Linked DNA regions of Hordeum vulgare: region 2 is linked to region 1. A link is a contact called in public Hi-C data. All regions are on one chromosome and are shown on one strand. Each heading gives the region's core, a stretch centred on a gene start, on an enhancer-like site or on the middle of the called end of the contact. The rest is flanking DNA. Distances are from core to core; before and after follow the strand shown.

The links. Hi-C and Micro-C count contacts between places; a contact is called where the count stands out from the background.
Region 2: a Hi-C map of seedling shows a contact between it and region 1, with 2.2 times the contacts expected there. The contact joins the promoter of LOC123450046 here to the promoter of LOC123402089 in region 1. A contact is called at or near these places in 2 of 6 Hi-C or Micro-C datasets (leaf and seedling) and 1 of 1 datasets of contacts at active chromatin or transcription factors (embryo).

The regions. Positions count from the first base shown.
Region 1 is chr1H:498,016,599-498,023,871 of MorexV3_pseudomolecules_assembly, forward strand. It overlaps LOC123402089 (mitogen-activated protein kinase kinase 9-like), which reads left to right and starts at 2,729. Exons shown (of 1, transcript XM_045095963.1): 1 at 2,729-3,793. The coding sequence starts at 2,729. The coding sequence ends at 3,763.
Region 2 is chr1H:498,234,728-498,242,000 of MorexV3_pseudomolecules_assembly, forward strand. LOC123450046 (periodic tryptophan protein 2) reads right to left here and starts at 4,384. Exons shown (of 8, transcript XM_045127447.1): 1 at 3,187-4,384; 2 at 2,668-2,919; 3 at 2,481-2,573; 4 at 1,947-2,318; 5 at 1,161-1,505; 6 at 845-1,072; 7 at 559-750; 8 at 91-456. The coding sequence starts at 4,356. The coding sequence ends at 580. LOC123450055 (golgin candidate 5-like) reads right to left here. Exons shown (of 19, transcript XM_045127456.1): 18 at 6,642-6,716; 19 at 6,213-6,547. The coding sequence ends at 6,521.

The DNA of each region.
Region 1 (7,273 bases), core at 1,479-3,978:
GGCCAGGGCCGAGGGCTTCTCCGTCGCCGTGGTAGTCTTCGAGAGCAGCCTGGACGCCGCGGCGGCGTTCGCGGGCACGGCCAAGATCGGCGCCCTCAGCCCCAACCTCGTCAGCTTCCGCCTCGCCTACTCGCTGTCGGTCGCCTCCGCGCAGCAGGCCGAGTCTCCGCAGAGCCCCATGAACGCCAATGACATGGATCACCTGCTCGATCAAGCTGATAGGATGGACCTCCTCGACCTCCTCGCACTCGAAGCCCTTCAGTAGTTTTGCAGGTTTCTTCTTCTGCTCATCACTGACAGGCAATGTGGTCTGCTTCTTGTCTGAATCATATGACATTGTGGCACTTCCTCTTCTTGTGTTACTCAATGCCGATGCTGTTTTTCTTCTTCTTCACAGGTTATTTTGGATAGGAGAATTGAGAAGGCAATGGAAGAGTTCACATGTTCTTCAAATCAAGCAAGGAATTTTTTGAATCTTATTAGGTGATGGTAACCTGTAGCAGGACAAATAGTCAATTGTGTTGCATCCATGTTCATGTGGAGTGGTGAAGTCGTAGCATCACACATCAATTACATCTTTTTTGGTCTGTCTTCTACTACAGAGTGTTGTTTCACTTGTTGCATCTCAGTGCGTTATCTGTGGTGCAAAGACATCAAAGTCAATGATGATTTATATCCTATATATCTATGCATTTGGAATTTGGACTGGTGTTGTATTGCCTGCATTACAAGCTGTGGGTCATTTGAGCTGCAAAATTTGTAGACGAAACTTGTTTCAATGTTGTGTTCAATTTTTGTCTGAAATCATTATATCATTCCATGTGTGTGTATACAGGCCTGCTATCCATATTAGAAACCATGGTAATTGGTGTATCAGCGGTAATCCGTATACGGGCACAAGCTAATCTAAAGTAAATAATTAAAAAAACATATAAACCTTTTTTTTAATCTTTTTACTACGCCCTCCGATCCAAAATAAGTATCGCAACTTTGATATGAGAAGACAATGCAAGAGTTTACATGTTCAAATCAAGCAAGAAATTTTTGAATCTTAAGTTCGGCAAGTATTCAGTTATGTTGCATCCATGTGGGGTGATGAGGTAGTAGCATCACTCATCAGTTACATCTTTTTGGGTTGCCTTCTATACAAATGTTGTTTCACTTACTTCGTGTTGAGTGAGTTATTTGTGGTGCAAAAACATCTTAGTCGATGATGCTTTATATCCTATATATCTATCCATTTGGAATTTGGACTGGTGTTGTATTATCTGCATTATAAGTTGGGTCATTCGGGCTATGAAATTTGTAGCAGAAAGTTATTTCCATGTTGTGTTCATTTCTTTGTGTAAAATGATTATAGCAGCCCATGTATATAGAGACTTGTTATGCATATTTAGATACCATCGTAATTCAGCAGATTATTGATTAATTTCATTTCAGTTCCAATTAGTTTTGAACTCCATCTTGAACCATGCCTCCTCCTCGTGGCCGTGCATCAGCTTCTCCAGCTCGTCGTCGCCGCCCGCGCCATGGCAGAACCACGGGTGCTCCATGATGCCGTCCGTGTCAATGCGCGTGGCCGGGTTGGGGTCGAGGATGCGGCGTAGCAGGTGGCGCAGCGCCGGCGAGAACCAGTTCAGGCACCGGAACCTGCCGGCGTAGATCTTGCGGTACATGTTGATGAGGCTGGTGTCGTTGAATGGGAGGTAGCCGGCGGCGAGCACGAAGAGCACCACGCCGCAGGACCAGATGTCGACCTTGGCCGGGTGGTGCCCCTGTTTCGAGAGGATCTCCGGCGCAACGTAGGCAGGGGTGCCGCAGAGGGTGTAGTGGAGGCTCCCGTCCGCGACGGCGCCGAGCCCGAAGTCGGCGACCTTAAGCTTGCCCTCGCCGTCGAGCAGCAAATTCTCCGGCTTGATGTCGCGGTGGTAGACGCCGCGGGAGTGCCAGTACCGGACGGCGGAGACGAGCTGGCAGAAGTAATGCCGCGCGAGGTCCTCCATCATGCGGCCGTCGGAGTCGACGAGCGAGAAGAGCTCGCCGCCAAGGACATCGATGAGAGATACGTGCATGCATGCATGCATGCGCCAGAAGATTGAAGCTTAATTAATTCAGGTGCATTTTGAAACTGTGTGCAGCTATATTAATAAGTGACAAACGCAAGGGGCTGTGTGCAAAAGACCGACCCTGTCCCACTCTGTCCACTTGACGCGCTGTGATTGGCTGTGGACTAAAACTCCACAATAGGTGCACTTTGCTAGTTTTAGAATCAAACCATCACATTGTGTGCAAGTTATAGGATCCCCACTGCTAGTACCTTAAATAGAAAAAGGGGGGGGGGGGGGGGGGCGTTTTCCACGTGACATGGTACTAGCTGGATCATGTGCTGTGTACAGGTCGGTCATGCATGCAGCGTTCACTCGCAGCACAGCCTGGGAAAAGCGCACGCTACAGAGCACGACCGTGGAGCGCAGCGGAGCCGAGTAAAAAGAAGGAACTGAAAAAGTAGCGTCAGAAACGCGACTGCTGTGACGACCACGGTTTCGGTTTGATCCTTTCCTTTCCTTCCTTCCTTGGTCGAGCGGTCTCTACTCCAAGTCGGTTTCCAACGTCGGATCCACCGCTGGCAGCCGCTAACAGGTGGACTGCTGTCTTTGCCTGCCAGCCAGCCGCCCCTGGACCAAGAACGGCACGCGCGCCTGCCACAACCGCTTGCTTCCGCATCCGCATGGCGCCCGGCGGCACGATGCCCCCGTGCGCGCCCCACCTCATGTTCCGCCGCCCGGACCCCTCCGCGCCTCACGCCGTCGTGCCGCCTCCCGCCGCCGCCGACACGGACAAAGAGGAGGAACAGGGGCGCCGGCTCAAGCTGTCCGACCTGGAGTGGCTGGCCGACCTCGGGGAGGGCGCGAGCGGCGTCGTCACCAAGGTGCGCCTCCGCGGCACCGCCGCCGGCCCCGCGCTCGCGCTCAAGGTGGCGCACTACCCAGACGACACCGACGCGGGGAGGGAGCAGGACGAGGTGCTCCGCCGCGCGTGCGTCGCCGGCCCGCCGTCGCCGTACGTGGTGCGCTGCCACGCCGTCCTCCGGGGCGCCGCCGGCGAGCCCGCGTGCCTCCTCGAGCTCATGGACGCCGGCTCGCTCCACGACGTCCTCCGTCGCCGCCGCCGGGCCGGCCTCCCGGAGCCCGCGGTCGCCGAGGTGGCCGCGCGGTGCGCCCTCGGGCTGGCCCACCTCCACGCGCGCGGCGTCGCGCACCTCGACCTCAAGCCCGACAACCTGCTCGCCGGCGCCCGCGGGGACGTCAAGATCGCCGACTTCGGCGTCTCGCGGATCTTCTGCCGCGACGGCCAGCGGCGCCCTCCCCGGGTCTCCATCGCCGTCGGCACCACCGCGTACATGAGCCCCGAGCGGTTCGCGCCCAACGCCCAGGCCGGCTCGCGCGGGGCGTGCGCCGCCGACGTGTGGAGCCTCGGCGTCACCGTCCTGGAGCTCTTCTTGGGCCACCGCCCTGTCCTGCCCGCCGAACGGACGCCGTCATGGAAGATGCTCAAGGAGGCCATCTGCTACGGGGAACCACCGTCGGTGCCGGGGAGCGCGGCGGCGTCGGCGGAGCTACGCGGGTTCGTGGCCGCGTGTGTGCAGAAGGATCCCCGGAGGCGCGCCACGGTGCCGCAGCTCCTCGCTCACCCGTTCGTGGCGCGCCGGGACGTCGAGGCGTCGAGCCGCGCGCTACGGCACGTCATCGTGGAAACCATGTAAGATATCGGGACAGAGACAAGATCAACTGTATTCTTGAGAACGTAGTGCTCTTTCAATTATTTTGTAGCTAAATTATGGTGTAGATCTCTGAACTTATAGACAAGGCATTTCTGTTTCTATTTTTAAATATTTGGTCTCTCAAGATGGATTCGACTATCCAAAAGTCGTAGCATTTCTTTATGGAATCCAAAAGTAGTTTTGGTCTTCATGATGCCTCCATCCGTTTGGCATATAAGCGGCTTTATTCATATTTATACTCACTTTTGGACGAAATATAAACGGTTTTATTCATATTTATACAAATTAAAAAAACTACGTCATCGCCGCGAGTGTAGTTCGTGCCGATGAGGTTGTACAAGACGGTGTAGTCGTCGCTCGGTGTCTAGTCCTTGAGGCTGCCGTCCTTGCTGCAGCGTTGTCCTGGATCGCCGTTGCGGAGGGGCTTGCTCAGCGCAGCCACCTCCTCGTCGCTATCGGAGAGGACGCTAACACCGCCCTCGTTGTGTTCGCAGTGCCGCTCGGCGATTTCCTACAGAGCGCGGTGCTGACGCTCCATCTCCTCCTTGACATAATCGTCGCGTGACCAGGAGAGGCCTGCGTCGAGGTCGGCGGCCATCTCCATGTGCCCCTGCTTCACCACGGGCATCGCCGGCTCCTTCTTCGGCTTGACCATGCGAAGGTGGCCGTGGGAAGGGAAAGGTCGCGGTGGCCGTCATTTATGACGAGGTTGTTGCCACAGTTGTGCCGACAGAGCGGCGTCTCCTCCGGCTCGGGCTAGACCTTGAAAACCCAGCCGATGCGGGAGCCAAGGTGACGAGGATGCCGCAGGCTCTCGGCGACGTACAGTCGCTGACTCGACGGGTCCACACGGGAGGTATCTGGCATTGTTTGTTTTCGCGCCAAATTCCTTTCCCCCGGCGCATCCAATCATCGCCAGCGCGTTGGATTCGGACTGCGTTTGCCGGCATCAATTTCGGTCGTAACCGACGAAATTGGGACTCCTGGGGGCGCGACTGGTCGATTTGTTTTGCGCCAGCAATAAAAAGGACGCCTGCGGGGGCCTGCGGGTGGCGGCTGGAGATGCTCTAAGTTGAAGGGTATACAATTAACATGATTTTTTTTCATGCGAAGTTCCTGATAATCAAACTCTTAAATTCTGGATCTAAGAATCATGGACAAAGGAAAACCGAAAGATCCTTGAAAGTTATATGTTGGGTAGATAGTGTCGGAAATAGATATGAAGCAAAAATTAAGTGGTACGGAGTCAGAAGCAATTATTTGTCAATAGTCACTTAAAATATGCAAAAGAACAAAATAAAACCTAAAACTACTCATGAGTGGTTAACTATCGTAAAAAAATAGTTCGATGTTCCAACATGAGTATAGATAGTATCATATGCCAAAGTTATATAATCCAATATCGGATGTTTTATTTTTTGAATCAACCAGGGCTTGTGGCATATATCCAAGTTATGTAATGCATGCCATAATTATTATTTTAAAGCAAATAGAGGCTTGTGGCATTTCAGACTCCATATTAGATTATATACTGATACATGGTCCAATGTTTTGAGTGAGTAAGGGGAGAGGTGCATGTTTATGCGAATTTGATATTGAACCAAGAAGAAACATGAAACCAAGAAAATGACTAGACATGCTTTAATGGAGTTTGAATTGAATGATATAATTTGGGACAAGCAGCTGATTGTATGTCTCCATTAAAAAACTTATAAATAAACAATGCAAAAAAAAGGGTCAAATTCCTCATAGATTACTGTATATTCTAGAACTTTTTATTTTGAACAATGATATTTATCCATTTTATTTACTTCCACTTAAAATAGACAGCGATGTGTCTGGAAGAAGACACGAACATGTATATATATTTTTAGGTCATCAAATGTCACAAAATAACTTGTTAAGACGTGCGATTTTGTTTGTTTTTTACTTTCCTCTAGTCTTCCGTCTTTGACCTAAAACAACTAGGTTGCACCATTTGAAATTTATGATTTAAACTCCAATCAAGTAGTATCCATGGGCCATGTAAAAATATATAAGTTCAAAAATAAAATTATATATTTCAATATCGATGATTAGTGGTAGATTCAATTTTTGGAAGAATGTATTATATATAATTTTAAACAAATAAAAATATTTAGTAAAAATATATAATAATCGTATATAATTAACCAAAGAGTGACACAGTGATCGCTCCGGATTTAATTAATTTGACATCAACGGGTGGATTAACAAAAAATGTGAGCTAGAGAATATGCAACTACAATAAAAACTCGAGAACCAAGAACCTTAACCCCACTCTTAACAAAAAAATACCTCACGGCTTACAAATAGATTTAAATAGACAACTTTATGGGGTGATGGCTGGGATAAAAAGCTTGTGTTTGTGCTATATCTGATACACTTAAAAAAATCTGAATAAAAGAGTGATAATGTAAAAGAGTTCGAAAAACTATTTTAAAAAGATAGGTTATAAAGTTTTAATTCTATTATTATTTGCTAACTCATATAATGACTAATAAATTCATTAAATTACTAGTTTAACAAATATATAATCACTACATTTTCTTTTTGTACTGGTGTTGATGATGTTATTGCTACTGCTAGATGTTAAGTGTGGTGTTGAGCTGCTTGTGTTTACTGTTTGACAAACCATGTTACGCAACAAGTATGTAGACCAAAAGATAGTGGTTCAGGTTTATTAAAAACCTGGCGACTCAAACTTTTGGGCTGGCCTAATGGCGGAAAAGAAATACATCTTTTGCATTGGGTCTTCCGCAATAAAGGATGGGTTGGACATTCAATTCTCAGGAGACAAATGGCTAAGCAATGCACTTTTTAAGAACAATACCCAACCTTAGAGCGTCTCTAGCAGACCCGTATAACTCACGAAACTATAAGATAACCACTGTTTTACAGTTTTAGGCGGAAAAAACGGTCCGAATAGAACCTATAAACGACTTTGACCTGTATTTTTTAGGGGCACGGTAAAAAGCTCCTCCCAATTTGCAAAAACATAGTTTTCGCACACGTTTCTATGATGCCCTGTATCGAGAAAAAGTATTTGACGGAGCCCAATTACCACGAAAACTTCCATGTCCGCCTTTGCCACACGCCGCCCGCCCGCCCCGGCCGTTGCACATGCCCGCAGCCGCTCGAATCCATTCAGCTAGCTAGCTAGCTAGTTCCTCGGCCCCCTCGAATCGATTGAGCAAGCGAGCTAGCTAGCTAGCTCGTGGATTCATTCAGCTCACTACGGCGATCGTGGCTCCGAATTTGATCGTTTGGATTGATTCTTGTCGGAAACTCGAGCAACTACGAAACGTCGAGGCGTCACGCCACGCGCTACGGGGCGTCATCGTGGAGACCATGTAAGACATCGGCATAGAGAGAAGATCAACTGTATTCTTGGCCGATGTATACTACGGAGGTTCTCTTTCAGTTATTTGTGGCTAGACAAGCTTAGGTACTCTTTTTAACTATTCTTATAAG
Region 2 (7,273 bases), core at 3,134-5,633, 220 kb after region 1:
CGAGGTGGAAAATTGATTGGTCCACGACTCGGTGCCGACTGATCAATTTAAGGAACCAATAAATTTTCAGAATTAAACCACGGGCAGGCATCACTGAGTTTCTATCATCATATAATACCTCTGCTCGTTTGTAAAAAGCGTTTGAATGCATTCTTCATAACAAAATTTGGTCACACGGACGGACGGGTACAAACACACAACCTCAAGAGAGTAGCTATAACCCACTTCGTGGTCCAAGAGGCAATCCTTCCTTCCTCGCCAGACAAAAATGCCAACCGTCCTCAGCTCAACTTCAGCCCTCAACATCAAACATACTGCTTAACCAGCATACAGCCACTGCCCATGTGGATAACGATCGCAAGAGTGCACATTCGGCCGGCCAAACACTGGTTGGCATTAAAAAATGATACTCAGCTGCTCATGTGCTCAGTCATCACCTTGGTGTTATAACAACCACTGCAGGAACACACGGATGATCTATGTCAGTTTTGATTTCGCCACCCACTCGTAAAATATGTTTGTGGCAATTACAAACATAAAGATGAGTGAAATACTCACGAAACAAGTGCCGACCATGGCCTAACTCTTTGTCCCAGCAGAGCTCAGATATTTGAGCATGTACTCGTTGGAGGAACAAGTGTCCGCCAGATCCTGGTGTAGTTTTGTTATAGACTTCTGCAACGACTTGAGAGCAGGAAGCAAAGTCCTCGAATTTTGCTGGATGTAGCTTCCATCAACCTTGCATAGCTCCTGTAACGGGAATATATAGATCAGAATAAGATATCCAGTGTTTCACCAAGATCATTAGCTTCAACCCCCAAAAAAAGAAAGAGGAGAATGGTACCTGAGACCACAGAAGGATGAATTCCAGATGGGGACAGCTTTCCAGGAGGTCAGCGAATGCATCGATCAATCTCTGAAGATACTTAAAGGGTACTGATGAGCAGATTGCTCGTACATTGGATGGATCCACAGCAAAGATGCATTGCTTAATCAAGGAGTCTTCGTTTAACCGGAGGCTCAGTAAAAGGGCTCTCTGTTGTTGGTTTTCTGCAAGAGCTTCCTCCACTTTCTGTACAAACACAAAGCACACAAATTTGTCACGGATTGATCAGCAGTATTTTGAGACAAAAGTTCTCAAAAGGACATGAAGTAAATACCTCAGGAGTAACATCAATGTCAAGATCTGTTGGGTCGAAGATAAATGATTCATCAACTGAGTACAACAGAACACCATCAGTGGTCGCTGCAGCAAAAGATCTTCCTGTTGGAGCAAATTTCACACATTTTGTCCGAGCTATGGGTCTTCCACGATTTGCCATGGATCCAGGTAAACCATGCCCCAGGCTACCTCTTGTTTGTTGATCAATTCCATCCTCAACATCGCTATCTTCGTCATCAATTAGATCCAGTGGACCAGCATCAGTCATATTCTTTGAGTTCAGGAAATCAAGAACGCCATCCAATGAAAGATTGCGAGTGATCTGGAATCTTCGCAACAGCACCTGCATAGATGGCATTGGCAAATACATTCAATCATTAATGTGGAGATAAGGCGTTCTTACGAAGTTACAGTTATGTCAATCACTGAAGATAATGTCAAAGGCCACCTAACCATATGCATCTTAGCTGTTATCACGACACGAGGGGCAACATTCAGATGTGGTTAGCTATTAATAGTATCTTTTTAGTTTAGGTTCGTGAGGCTACCAGGAAAATAATTCTGGTCACCAAGTCAAGCAAACATTGGGTACAAACTAATAATAGACAAAGTTTTTACCAAACTACAGTAATTGACACGAGTACATGACAGTATGGCATGATAACTATAGATTGTAAAGAATGAGCATATATAAGATGGGAGGCGCCTCTAAGATAGTAAAAGGAAAAGAGATGAGAAATGTGGGTATGCTACAAAATTGTTTTATCACAAGAGATTTCCTGACCTGTTCTCCAATATCATACATGCATATATATTTGCTGTTTCCTCCTGCTAAAATATAGCTTCCATCAGCAGAATAGCACAGCGTCGTGAAGTACTTTCCTATACTCGTATTAGCTGCAGATCTTCTATCAGTCATGAGCCGCCCGCCAGAAATATCCCTGCGGCCTTCAATTGTATACATCAACAAGCCATCAAAGGGATCCCAGAAATTGATTAGGCCATCTAGTGTGCTGCATGCAATCTGCCTTCCGTCAGGACGATAAGCCAAGGTAAGAACATCATGTGAGTGCTGAAACGTTTCCACAGCACCCTTGCTCTCAAATACATCCCAAAGACGAACGGTCTTGTCCCATGATGATGAAGCCAAAATAGCCTACAAAACATAAGCTAGTTACTCTTTCTGTGGATTTACAAAATACATAGAACCACTAATAGAGCAGATTCAGCACAATTTCCTTAGTCAATTTGTTTCAAAAAAAATTGTACTTTTAACTACCAGGAATAGGAACCAAAATACAGCAAAGCATGGACTTACACTGATTGGTGAAAACATTAGACCATGAACTGGTCCTTGGTGGCCACTGAGCACATCCAACAAACGACCAGTCTTCATTGACCAAACATAAATCTGCATGAATAACATTGTGGTTATCAAGGAACTAGAATTAGAGCATATAGGCAGCAAAAGGACTGCCAGAAAAATGTTGAGTGTATACACACACCTCAAATGAATCAAGTGTTCCAGCACAAATTACTTCCCCGCTCTGATCTGCCGTTAAAGAAACAAATTGTCTAGGTGAAGGGGTCGTAAATGTCTTGAAGTTACGATAACGGAACAGATCCCATGCTCGAATAGTCCCATCAAGGGAGGCACTGAGAAGAGAATGGTTATTGGCCATAAAATGAACTGCAGTAACAGCATTTGTATGCTCGGAAAATGTTATGAAACAGAACCCAGAGGCAGCCGTCCAGACCTGCAGCAAGCAAGTCACGTGTATCAAACTCAATGCAGGATAATGATATACTTAACTGTTAAAACAATATGGTCTTAGACATAGGAAAAAGTTGTGATAGTTATAATTTCTGGTTTTCAATTCAAAGAGGTACTAGAAAAAATATCAATTACTTCATCATCTCAATAGCATTTCATCAAGTATCTTGGCCTACTTTAAGAGCACAGCCGGCCAAGCAGAAAAAGGATATAACAGAGATTGCAAATGGCACCACTAGTTCCAACATACCTTGACTTTGTTATCATCAGCTCCAGTAGCAATTAACTGAGAATCTGGTGAGTATGCAATGCAGTTGACATCGAAGTAGTGACCCTGCTGCTTCAAAATGTAGCTCTCTGACCGCCACTCCCACACCAGCAGTTGGCCAAGTTTGGCGCACCCAAAAACTAACCAATTCCCCAAGCTGTTGAAAATAGCTGTGGTGATCTTCTCCCTTGATATTGAGAGCTGGCAGTGGCACACAAAGTCGGGCATCTGGTACAGCCCAAACACCCCGTTAGAAAACCCAACCACCACCATGTCAAGATCCCGGTGGTAATCACAGGCTGTTAGCTTAGCAGGCGCCTGCATGAAGAAGTTCTTTTTCTGCAGCTCCCACTTTGCCAAATGAAGCGGAGTGGTGCTGGGCTCTTCCAAGCTCTTCCTCTTCCTGCTGCTCCCAGCATCCAATTCCGGCTCACCATCCTGCTCTGGTGTCCCGGGTGAAGGTGGAGGAGATGCGGCATCATTGCCCTCCACCAAATTCCATGTAAAGATAGCTCCGTCCTTTGAAACCGTGTAGACCCCGTGGACTCTGCCCGACTTCTTATCGGTGGCGAAGAAGGCGCCAACGACAGCCGCACGGTGGCCGAGGAAGAGGAAGGGCTTGTTACCGGTGCCCCGCTTGACGGGCAGGAGGCGGGCAGTGAGGTCCTTGCAGGCGACGAGGAGGGAGGCGGAGTCGGGGGACCAGTCGAAGGAGGTGACCCCGGCGGCGAAGCCGGGGAAGACGCGGAGGAGGTGGAAGGGGAAGAACTCCCTGCGGAAGGAGGGGGAGCGCCAGATCTGGACGAGCTTGCCGACGGCGACGGCGATGAGCTGGCCGTCGGGGCTGAAGCGGACGGCGGAGGGGGCGGCCTTGAAGGAGACGCGGTGGAGGACGGCGCGGCGGCGGAGGTTGGCGTAGAGCGCGCGGCCCTTGTCGTCGCAGGCGAGGAGGAAGTCGCCCGAGGGGGAGGTGGCGAGGCGGGCGATGTTGGCGGAGGACTCGAAGGGGAGGGTGAGCGAGGAGGAGGCGGCGAGGTCGGTGGTCGCCACGCGGTTCCCCACCGCCGAGAGGAGCACGGAGGAGTCCCCCGCGAAGACGGCGTCGCCGCCGCGGTACGGCGCGCCTAGAAGGTTCTGGAAGCGGTAGTTCATGGCGGGGGCGGGGGTGGGCGGGAGTGGGGGCTAGGGTTTTGGGGAGGGGGGAGGAGTGAGTAGTTGACGACGACGAGGGTTTTGCTCTGGGTTCGTTCCAGCGTTTGATGGGCTGAATGCGACAGTTTCTGGCCCAACCGTGGAACGGGCTCACGAAATTGAACATTCTTTTTCGTCTCAAAAAAAAAAACATTCTTCTAAAAAAAATTTGAAATTGAACGTCTGCCACACGTGGAATTTTAAACTTTCTTAGGCTAAGGTTATCTCTGATCCATCAGGAACCAAATCCCGATGCTCGCATTTATTTCTGAATTTATTTTAAAATTTTCAACGATACGACATATTATGAAAGGAATTTATAAATTGTAAGATGATACGCGGACTTAATTTCTCGCATGTGCTCGTAAAAATAGGGTGTGCGCTCCGTCCTGTATTGTGTTTAAGAAAACACACGGGACTCCAAAAATGTATAAATATTCTGGGAGCACTTGTCATCCGCTATCGATCGATCCTTGGCTTGCCCCTCGCCGAAACGTGCACGTACGTAGCTCGTCAAGCATCCATACCATATACTTATACCAGACGTGCACAGCAGGGCAAAAGGAATAATGAAAACTGATCGCGCGTGACAAGCTTCCCTTCTTCCTCCTCTCGCCGGTCGGTCTCCTCTGCGCGGCCGGCATTTGCCTCCCCGCCGCCATCTTCCCCTGCCAGCCCAGCACATGGCCATGGACATGTCCACGCACGCGGCGACGGCACTGGAGCACCACCTTGGCCTCCTCCTCGCGGGGATCCTCTGCGGCGGCCTGCTCTCCGGCGCGCTCCTCGCCGCCGCCGCCCTCTCCCTGCTGCTGCTGCTCGCCGGTGCGCTGCTCGCGGTGGCCGCGCTCGCCGCGTCGGACGCGTGCAGGCTCTCGGCCCTCGCCGCGCGCGCCCTCGACGCGGCCGCGGCGGAGCTGAGGCTGGCTGGCGCGGTCGCCTTGTGCGTCGCGCTCGGCGCCGTGGTGCGCGCGTCCGTGGCCCTCCGGGGCTGGGCCGGCGTGCTCGCGTCGCGCGGGGGCTACAAGAAGAAAATCTCATGCTACTGACTGCTGATAGCGATTAGCATGAGACGTATATCAGCTGCCGAAAATATACCGAATGTAAAATACTCGCTCCGTTTCTAAATATAAGTCTTTTAAAAAAAAATACTAAAAAACTACATACGAAACAAAATGAATGAATCTACATTCTAAAATATGTCTATGCTAGTGGAACCTCTACAAAGACTTATATTTAAAAACGGAGGGAGTATAAGTCTTTGTAAAGGTTTTAATAGAGAACAACATACGGATGTATTTTAAAGTATAGTCCTCTAATAAAATACCTAAAAAGATTTATATTTAAGAACGGAGGGAGTAATGTTTTCGTTCTTAGACAGCAAGGAGTGTATGTCAAGAGTTAATGGGAAAAAATCGTGACCATAGATTATTTTTTTATGATCTGTGGAAGAAAATTATACAAAACACGCCAACGTGTGTTTGGTCATGGGCGACATTAGGGCGTGTTGATGTTCCAAATGTGAATTGAATCAGGCGGGCCCATGCGTTGATATAGATTCACTATAAAACTACTCCTTCCGCCCTCCTAAAAAAGGGAAGTATCTCTTTTCTGTGTGTATCTCTCCTTATACCAAAAGAAGGAAACTATCTCATACTTTTTTGGACTAATTGATTCACATTCCACTAACAAATTTTCCAAGGGTAATTTAGTCTTAATATGTCTATAATTAGGTAAATTGGTCACCGTACCGAAAATAATACACCTTATATAAAGGAACGAAGGGAGTATAAATGAAATCTTTAAAAAGACTTGTATTTAGAAACGGAGGGAGTAGTATTTATTAGCTGAGACGATGACACACTTCTCTTCTGTGAACGAAAAACTTTGCATGCAAGTCATCAATGAATGTAGAGCTGTGGAGCTATCCAGTCTAGTGTACAACACACTGGCTATGCTACCGAGACCGACAACAAAGATCCTTCACGATGTACACAAAATCAATAAAGATATATCTTCCTCGTATGACTATCAACTTCCCACACTCGCCGCGGGTTTTGCTTTTTTCAACTCTGACGGAACATGTTCGGGCCTTCAAAACTGTTATCTTGTTGGGTCAATTGCACTATACACGGGCGCCCAATGTCTGGAGCTGGTAAAAGGAACAGACAAAAAAATTGATGTTTTAGGCAACCAGAAGAGTTAATTAGGTATGTAGAAAGGGAAGGAACTGATATGATTCAAACCTGGCTAACAAGAAGATCCACTTGTTCTCTGTACATGTCCTTTAGGTCAACAATATCATTCCGTAACTCTTCCAACTGCAAAACAGCCCCATAATCAGTGCGCATGAAATAGCAGGTAAGGGTTTACAAGACAATACACTAGCAAGGCGGCCAAACTGGGCCGGCTTTGAAATTGGGCAGATTGAGTCAAATCAAACAATAATACTCCCTCCGTTTTTATTTACTTCGCATATTAGCTTTGTCTCGAGTCAAACTTTTTAAACTTCGACCAAGTTTATACAAAAAATATTAACATCCACAATACCAAATCAATATGATTTGAATCACCATTCAATATATTTTCATACCATATATATTCTTTATTGTGAAAGTTTATACTGTTTTTGATAAACTTGGTCAAAACTTTATAAAGTTTGACTTAGGTCAAAGCTAATATGCGGAGTAAATAAAACGGATGGAGTACATTGTCAACAGTAACCATAGGTCAAATTTTAAAATTAACCACAAGTCAATTTCTAATAGGAGACTAGTACTGGTAATTTATCTATGTGTGCTTATTAACTGACTCAGACGACAAACACTGCTTCATTGTCAACCTTAGTCACGGGTCAATTCTAAGTAGGGGAGGGCCT